Linked DNA regions of Mus musculus: region 1 is linked to region 2. A link is a contact called in public promoter capture Hi-C data. All regions are on one chromosome and are shown on one strand. The core of a region is the stretch at or near the end of the contact, and the rest is flanking DNA. Distances in the headings are between cores, read along the strand shown.

The links. Capture Hi-C pulls out chosen DNA fragments and counts their contacts.
Region 1: a contact with region 2 is called in a promoter capture Hi-C map of adipose tissue. The contact joins the promoter of Hapln4 here to the promoter of Gdf1 in region 2. A contact is called at or near these places in 10 of 39 promoter capture datasets (the C10 cell line, cranial neural crest, embryonic stem cells and 5 more), 2 of 115 datasets of contacts at active chromatin or transcription factors (both in embryonic stem cells) and 4 of 9 other capture datasets (adipose tissue, liver, macrophages and 1 more).

What each region holds. Positions count from the first base shown.
Region 1 is chr8:70,082,272-70,086,673 of GRCm38.p6, reverse strand. Hapln4 (hyaluronan and proteoglycan link protein 4) reads right to left here and starts at 3,145. Exons shown (of 5, transcript NM_177900.4): 1 at 3,111-3,145; 2 at 2,134-2,254; 3 at 1,530-1,892. The coding sequence starts at 3,113.
Region 2 is chr8:70,313,447-70,317,730 of GRCm38.p6, reverse strand. Gdf1 (growth differentiation factor 1) reads right to left here and starts at 1,956. Exons shown (of 8, transcript NM_001163282.2): 1 at 1,623-1,956. Cers1 (ceramide synthase 1) reads right to left here and starts at 1,956. Exons shown (of 8, transcript NM_138647.3): 1 at 1,623-1,956. The coding sequence starts at 1,871.

The sequences.
Region 1 (4,402 bases), core at 1,896-4,395, 230 kb after region 2:
TTTCTCTCAGCCCTCGGACCCGGCCGCACCTCTAGCCCCCTCACGCCCATTATGTGTCCTTGGATTCAAGCGTGGAATGTGCTCCTCTGCCTTAATACATTTTAATCATGGCTACTCTTCCATGGCCACAGACCTTCATGCATGTTCTTTCTATCCTTCTCCAGCTGCCTAATTCATCCATCAAAACTCAACTCTTAATGTCCTCTGTCCCAGTGTTCTGACAACTCACTACTGAAGTGGAAAGACCTGTCCCTAGGGCAGTACTCCTACACCCTGGGCCCTGAAACAGTTGGGCAGGTGTCAAGCCCTCTGATTTGCCAGTATTATTTAAAGTGTTTCCCTTCCAACTGCCTGGGACTGTGACTCTAAACTTATTTCTCACTAAACTCAGTCAACCCAACTCTGGAGTGTTTCTGTGCTGAAGGACAGGGTTTAGGCAGAATCTCATGCTGGCCCCTATTCCAGGATAGGATGCAAACACCAGCTATGGTGAAGCCCTAGAGTTTTGATGGACAGGATGTCGAATCTTGGCCACGCCCCTCACCTACAGATGCCCAGGGCAACGCCATAGCCTTCTTGAGGCAGAGCTCATCTCTAGGTTAATAGCTGTCGACCTTGGGGATTTGAGGAAATTAAATGAGAAGCTCCAGAGAGCCGTTCAGCTAAGTGGCTGGCAAACAGAAAGCATCTAATGAAGACAGCTACAATTTTCCATTGTTAAAATGTTCAGAAGTGTCAATTGAATGGCTCTGAAGGTAATGGCATTTGCCACCAACCCTGACAAATTGAGTTCTATTCCAGGAGAGAATCCATTCGGCAAATTGTTTGTGATCTCCATTCAAGAACCGTGGCATGTGTGCACTCGTAAACACACACACAGAAGTGCACACACCAAAATTCAATAACTTTTTTCTTGAAAGCTCAAGAGTTCAAAGCCAACCTGGGGTCCATTAAACCTTGTCTTAGTCATAGAGCTAGTGCTGAAGAGATGGCTCAGCGGTTTAAAAAAACACTTTCTTCAGTCCAGGGATGGCCCTCACCATTGATCCCTTCACTTGAGAGGCATGCTGATCGCTGCAAATGCAAGGCTTGTTGAGATTTTATTAAATTAATCAGAAGGTGCCTTAGGCAGGCCTTCACACAGTGCACCAAAAGATTATCCCAACAAAAGTTAGCGTGATCTATGTAGTGGGTTCCAAGGCAGCCAGGGCTACATGGTGAGACCTTGTCTAGAAGGGAAGAAAAAAAAGGGGGGGGACCTCTTTCTTCCTTGTTTCTCTTCCAGCCAAAAAGAGTTCTGTTCCCCACACTGACACCAGGCAGCTCTCAACCACCTGTAACTCCAACTCCAGGGGAAGGGAGGCCTCTTCTGGCCCTAACCACAGGCATATATTAGTATACACATACATTAAATAAGAGCTGTAATTTTTAAATGAGCTATTCCCCTGCCTGACAAAATCTCTACCGAAACAACCTCATTCAGTTTGCCCCCCACTGTACCCCTTTTTCTCTGCCCATGCTGTGGTCACCTTCCAGATCCAGCTTGACCATGCCGACGTCATCCTCCAGCTCATTGGTGACCTCGCACTCGTAGCGCCCGTAGTCCTGAAGGGTGACATTTCGGAGGACCAGGGAGGCATCCCCAGGTCCGTCATTCTGCAGTTCGGCCCGCCCTCGGTAGGGACCGAAGGCTCGATGCTGGGGACCCAGAGCCACGAAGACATCGGCGAAAGCCAAAGGGTCTACCACTTTCGTCCACTTGAGGCGGACGCCGTCGTGACCGTGGGCGGCCGCCTCGTAGTGGTAACGGCAGGGTAAGACAATGGTACCACCGCGGTGGCTCACCACCTGCCCCGGCGCCGTCTGCACCACCACGGAACCGGACTCGCCCTCTGCGGGGCGACCAATCAGGGGTCAAAGGTGCGGTAGGGTCCCTCAGGGAGAGGATGTGGGTCTAGGATGGGAAAGGAGCTCAGAGATTGAATGTAGGGGACCATGGCAATCCGCCACCCCATCCCACTCCCATCGTTCACTCTAGGCCACCGCTGTGTGTGTGTGTGTGTGCGCGCGCGCGCGCGCGCACGCGTGTATTGGGGATTGCAGGGGATGACCAGAGCTTCCCACAAAACTCACCCAGCACGTGCACGACTTTCTTCCTGCCACGCTGCGCCCCTGCGAGCACGGGGACCAGCAGCAGGAGTCCCCAGGCCACGGCCCAGAGTGCGCGGTGACCGAGGGCTCCTGGAGCACACGCCTGCGGGTACAGGAGCTGCTTCCAGCTGTACTGCCCCAACAGCCCCTAGCTCTGCCAGCCCTCCCCAAAAGGGTCTCAGGCGCGAATCAACCGTGGAACTGACGGAGGGTCAGGAGATTTCCTTTCGTCTTCCCTAAGTCCCTGCCCCCGTTACGGGAGCGCACGGGAGGGGGAGCAGCAGCGCGGACCGGGGCCGCAAGGTTATCAGCGCGCCAGGAGACTGCAGCAAGCCCGGCAGCACGAGCGGGGGTTGGGGATAGAGGGACAGGATTGGAGAGGTGGGGGGCAACGGGCTACTGAGCCAGGCCAGGAGAGATAGAGGGAGCGAGACCCAGAGTTGAGACACAGAGACAGAGACAGAGACACAGGAACTCAGAGGAAGAGATTCAGAGATAGAGACTCAGAGACAGACACCCGGAGACAGCGGCAAAGACAGAGAGAGACCCAGAGACTCGGAGACAGAGACGCAAAGATGCACTCAGAGACACAGAGATGCAGAGACACAGAGATAGAGACGCAGAGATAGAAACTCATAAATAGAGACGCAGAGACAGTGACCCAGAGACTCAGAGACAGTGACCCAGAGACGCAAAAATAGAGGTGTAGGATCAGAGATGCAGAGACTCAGAGGTAGAGGAAGGAGATACTAGTGGGAGAGACACGGAAAAAGAATAAGTGAGCGCTCTTCTCCACCACCACCCCCAAACATGGGGGAGACATTGAAGAGGCAGAGAAAGGGAAAGTGCCAAAGAAAGAGAAAGAGGAGGCAAGAGGAAAAGAGAGGGCGGAGAGAGGCAGAGAGAAGAGAGACAGAGACAAATGTGAGATTCGAAAACCAGTGCAGCGTGGCACTCACCATCCTGGTCGTGGCCCTTGCTGAGCGGCCAGTGCGCTTCCCCAACTGCGCACGCGCACAGCGGTCTGGCCAGCTGGTCCTGCCGGTCGCGCAATCCGGGCGTCTGCCTGCAAGCAGAGGAGGGCGCTTTAAAGGTGCCGCGCGCGCGTGCGCACGCACAGCACGGGGTGGGGGTGGGACAACCCTCACCCCCCAGCACGGGGAATTGAGAGCACTGTAATAGTGACCCATCCCAACCTCTCACCCACGAGGACTAAGTTGACTAGTTTCACTGGACTGAGCTGGTACTCCACACCTGGGATGACAGGCGTGCTGCCGCATAGGAGTCCCATATAACCACCCAGTGAGCAGAAGGGTAAACTAAGATGGTCGGCCAAGCTCCTTAATCAAGTCTTCCAGCTCCTGCCAGCACAGGAAAGACTCAAGTCCACGAGCCTCCCTGCCACCCCAACACACTTTATTTTATGGTAGAGACACACAACTGTTACTCAAGTATTCTGGAGGGAGAAAGGAGAACCAGCAGTTTAAAGTTATCTTCTGCAGGTTCGAGGTCAGCCTAGGATGAGAAGGAAAAAAGGGAAGGGGTTTGGAGCTAGTCTCTAATCTCAGCAGAGGCAGGTAGACAGCAAGCTTGAGACGAGCCTGGCCTATCTCCAGGCCATGTGTTAGCTGGAGGCTGAGGCTGAAGCTCAGTTGGAGAAGGGATCGCTTAGCATGCCTGTGGTTCTGGGTTCCAGAGGGAGGCTAGTCATTTCAACACCAGAGAGGCTGCGGTGGGGTTAGGAATTTAAAGTCATCTTTGGGCCAGTTGTGGTGGTACATGCAGGTAAAACATGCTAAGAGGCAAGAGGCAGAGGTAGGACAATCATGCGTTTGAAGCCTCATTTGTTGCTTCTGTGACGGCACACGCCTTTAGTCTCAGCACTTGGGAGGCAGAGGCAGGCGGATCTCTGTAAGTTAGAGGCCAGCCTGTTCTACGTAGTAAGTTCCAGGACAGCCAGAGCTACTATGAGAGAACTTATCTCAAAATAACTAATTGAGGAAAGTAAAGTTACCTTGGGCTACAGTGGGAATTTAAGGCCTGCCTGGGATACATAGGACCTTATTTTCTACAGAGTTCCAGGACAACTAGAGTTACACAAAGACCTTGTTAAAGAGGAGGAGGAGGAGGAGGAGGAGGAGGAGGAGGTGGGGGAGGAGGTCAGGGAAAGCCAGGCATGGAGGTATAAGAGAGGCTAAGGCAGAAGGATAGCAAGTTTGAGGCTAGCCTGGGCTCCACAGCCAGATGCTAT
Region 2 (4,284 bases), core at 707-3,206:
AGAGTCTGCTAAGAGAAACGGGGTGGTGTAGAGGGAGAAGGGGGGGAAAAAGTGAAAGGGAATCATGTGATGGTGAGACAACCTGACTCTGGGGACACAAAGACGCCACTGGATAGTGTGCCCTGAATTAGAAGGTACATGTCTATCATCCCAATACTTGGGAAGTTGAGGCAGGAGGATTGCCATGAGTTTCACCAACCTGGGCTTCAGAGTGTGAGACTGTCTCAAAAACTACAAAAGACTGTTGGAATAGGCGGACTAGTGTCAGGGAAGGCTCCAGCACCCTGGGGGTGGAGCTCCGGAGCTGAACGCCAAACCCAGCCCCCTTCCTCTCAAGGCTGAGGGGGCCAGAGGAGCACTGAGCACTCAGCGGTTGTCATGGAGACAGCCAGAGCCCAGCTCCTGTAACCCTTAGCAACCAGGCTGCTGCCAAGTTGAGCTTGGAGAGTGGGACGCCCCTCCACCCAGTTCTTAGGAAGGGTGAGGGTGGAACTGAGGTGGCATCAGGCCTCGTCAAGGCCTCCAGCTTCCTAGATGGACACCGAGAGAGTGTCAGGGCCAAGGCAGATGGGGACCATGACTGCACGGTGCCTTGGCCCTTCTCACTCTAGCCTGGACCTCCCCACAGCAGCTGGGGGCTGAAGTTGCTCCCTCCAGTGGGTGATACCAGGCAGGGTGGGCCCTGGAGCTGGACAACACCCTGTCTTGACCTAACAAGGAACAGCCTCTTCCCGCCAGCAGAGAAAGGCCCCTTTGTTGGCACAATGCTCTCTGTCCCCGCACCCCCCTGCCACTTTCAGTTACAGGGGGGTGGGATGTCCCCAGCTAGTCCCCTGGGGGAGTATCCACCATGGTACTGGCCTAAATGCCACAGAGACCCCCTAACCCCAGGAGGGGGATGAAGAACAGGCTCAGGTACTAATGTCATCAGTGCAATCACTACAGGGTCATCCTTCAGACCTGGTTGGTGGCCTTCTTAGTTGCCAGAAAGAGAACATTTTGACCATCACCCCATGGGGGCGGCAGAATCCAGCCTTGACATAGACAGGGTCATTTCCAAGGTTGAGCCCCTCTGCTTGCTTGGCCCATGACATGCAGGCCTGTGCAATCACTGGCTCAGGGGTGATGTGGACCCCAGACAGGGGCGGAGCCTCGACTGCACAGACTGGGTGTAGGCTCAGCAGCTCCCCGTGACGCAGGGCACAGGTGACCTCTGTATATCTCGAGGCCTCCCGTCCAGGATCCCCAAGTCGATCCCCAGGAAGGGCCCCAGGTCGGTCCTCCGGTCTGCAACAGCCTAGAGGCTGTACCGAGCTGATCGCCCTAGATTCTATCGAAATGACCCAGGACAGGGTGTGGATCTGGTTTCCCTGGACCCAGAACACCCCACACTATATTGGACACCAAATCCATCACAGCGTCACCTCAATTCAGCCCCCCCCCCGGCATCCAACCCGCGCAAAGGGTCTCGCGATAGCCTGAGGCCCCAACATCCTGGGCATCTCCAAACCCGAGCCCCCCACTTTCCAGCGGCCACCATGGACATAGGAATACGTGAGGTGAGGCCCCACTCATTCTCCTTTTGCAGTTCTCAGTCCCCCACCCTCCTAGGTCTCACTGACCCGAAAGATGTGTGTGGTGGCTGCCCAGCGCAACGCTGTCCACCCCAGAGCGCAGAGCACGGCCAGCAGCAGCTCGGGTGCAGCCAGGTGCGCGTGCTCCGCCAGGCCGCGGCGCGCCAGTCCCCAGCCGCAGTCCCCGCAGCCCTGAGCCGCCGCCAGCGCCGAGGCCCAGCTTCGTTGCAACATCTGCGCATAACTCGGCATGGGCTCTGGCGCCTCGAGCCTGGGGGTCGCCGCGGCAGCAGCCATGCTATCCAATTCTCCGCTGTCTCCGCTGTTGCCTGCACCGGTCCGAGTCGCCGCGCGCCCTCGCGTCACGCGCCGCAGCCAGGCAGGGGGCGCGCGGGCCCCCCCAGAGCAAGAATGGGGCGTGGTCTCTCGGGCCCCGCCCCCGTTATGCAGAGCACCACCCCTCCTGCCCTCCTCTTGGTGCTGCTTTGAGACTAAGTGGTCCTCTACTCAAGTCTGCGACTGCCTTCTGCGGTCAAGATGGCTCAGCGGGTGAAGGTGAGGACAGACTGACACAAATTATCCTCTGACCTCCACTTGGGCGCCCATTCACACAAATAAAAGCAATGAGACAATTAAAAAAAAAAAAAAAAAGGATTCAGCCCATGCTTGGGTTGTTGGTACTCGCCCTTTGCCCACTGGTCTGAATGCAGGGCGCCTGGTTCTGTGGGTACAGCCAGCTTTGGAGCCTGTGAGTGTCCTAGCCTAGACCCATAGAAATTCACTGGTAGACTGTGAGGGTGGAGCTGACAAATGGTAGTGGGCTGAGGACTGTCCAAAGATCAGCCTCCCATTGTCCCATCACCACTGAGCCAAAGCCATAAAGATTAGCCTGATCCTTACTAACTCCTCCAGCCATATAGCCTCTTGTGCTGATCTTCCAACTGAGTACTTGCTGTGTAGCTGAGGATGATTTCGAACTCCTGATTCTCTTTTCTGCCTTCTGAGTGCTTGGAAGGCAGCTTTGCGCTGCCATACGTGGTTTATTTATTGCTGGCAGTGGAACGCAGGCTCTGTGCATACTAGGTCTCCAGCCTCCTGTATGTGCACGCATGAACTATGTGCACTCATGCACGCCAAGGGTACAAGTACGGAGGCCAGAGATAGATGCCCAGAGTCTTCCTCCATCAGTATTTAAAACCTTGGATGGCTCAGTGGTTAAGAGCACTGTTTGCTCTTCCAAAGGTCCTGAGTTTAAATCTTGGCTCACAACCATCTGTAATGGGATCAAATGCCCTCTTCTGGTGTGCATGACGTCAGAGGACTCATATACATATACTTATTAGAAAACTGCATTTTAATAAGACTTTTGATATATCTGTGTCTGTGTGCACATATGCCACATGAGTATAAGTGCCCATGGGACTGGAAGGTAGACCCCATGGAGATGGAGCAACAGGCTGCTGTTGGCTGGGTGGACATTGCTGCTGGGGTCAGAACATCAGTCCTCTGCAAGAGTGGTTTTTAGGCCAGGCCTAGTGGCACAGGCCTTTAATCCTAGCACTTGGGAGGCAGAGGCAGGCGGATTTCTGAGTTCAAGATCAGCCTAGTCTACAGAGTGAGTTCCATCTAGGACAGCCAGGGCTGCAGAGAAACCCTGTCTTGAAAAACAAAACAAAGAGTGGTTTTTAACCACTGGCCTAGCTCTCTAGCCCTCTCACCTACACCATTTAAAAAAGATGTAGCCATTTGGTGCATTTTCTCTGCTTGGTGCCCAGAGGCAAGGAGGGCATCAGACCCCCTGGAACTAGAGTTACACACTGAGAGCTGAACCTGAGGCCTTGCTTGGCGAGAGCAGCCAACACTCGGAACTGCGAGCTGTCACACCTCTCCAGACCCTGTGTTTAGTTTTTATTTTGTTTTTTGAGACAGGGTTTCTCTGTATAGCCCTGGCTGTCCTGGAACTCACTTTGTAGACCAGGCTGCGCTCGAAATCAGAAATCACCTGCCTCTGCCTCCCAAGTGCTGGGATTAAAGGTGTGTGCCACCACTGCCCGGCCTGTATTTAGTTTTTGAGGCAGGATCTCTCACTAACCTAGGGCTCACTGGTCCAGCTAGACCATGTGGCCAATGAGCCCTAGCGAGCTTCCTGCCTCCCAGACGCAGCCCCCAACCCTAGGGACAGACATGAGCCACCTGTGCCCTTGGCTTCTACGTAGGTACTGGGGACCCAAACTTGGACTATCATGCTTCTGGGAAAGGTCCACTACTGAGCATGTCACAGGGTCTCATGATGCAGCTGAGGATAGCAGTGAACCCAACCCTCCCACGGCTTCCTTCGATAGGTGTGGCCCACTACTCAAGGGTTCCTGACTGGAAACCCCCGTGGGTGAGAGGGGTTCTTATACTTGCTCCTGAGTTGTTAGGTGACAGGCTAGGGGCTGGGGCCCTTCCCAGTCCCTCCTGGCAAATCCTGGGGCCATCTGGCAAACACAGTGCCCATCTGTAAGTGAAGAAGCCTGATCAGCCTGAGTTTCTTCTTGGCAGTGGAGTTGGGATGCCTGCCAATGAGGTGTGGGGTGATGTGTGGTGTAGGCCAAGGACCAGGACTTCCTAATAGAGCTCATGCTAGGCAGATACTGGTGCCCCGTCCCCTCCTGTCACATGGCCAAGTGTCAGTGCACTGCACTGCAGTGGCATCTGAGTTGGTGTC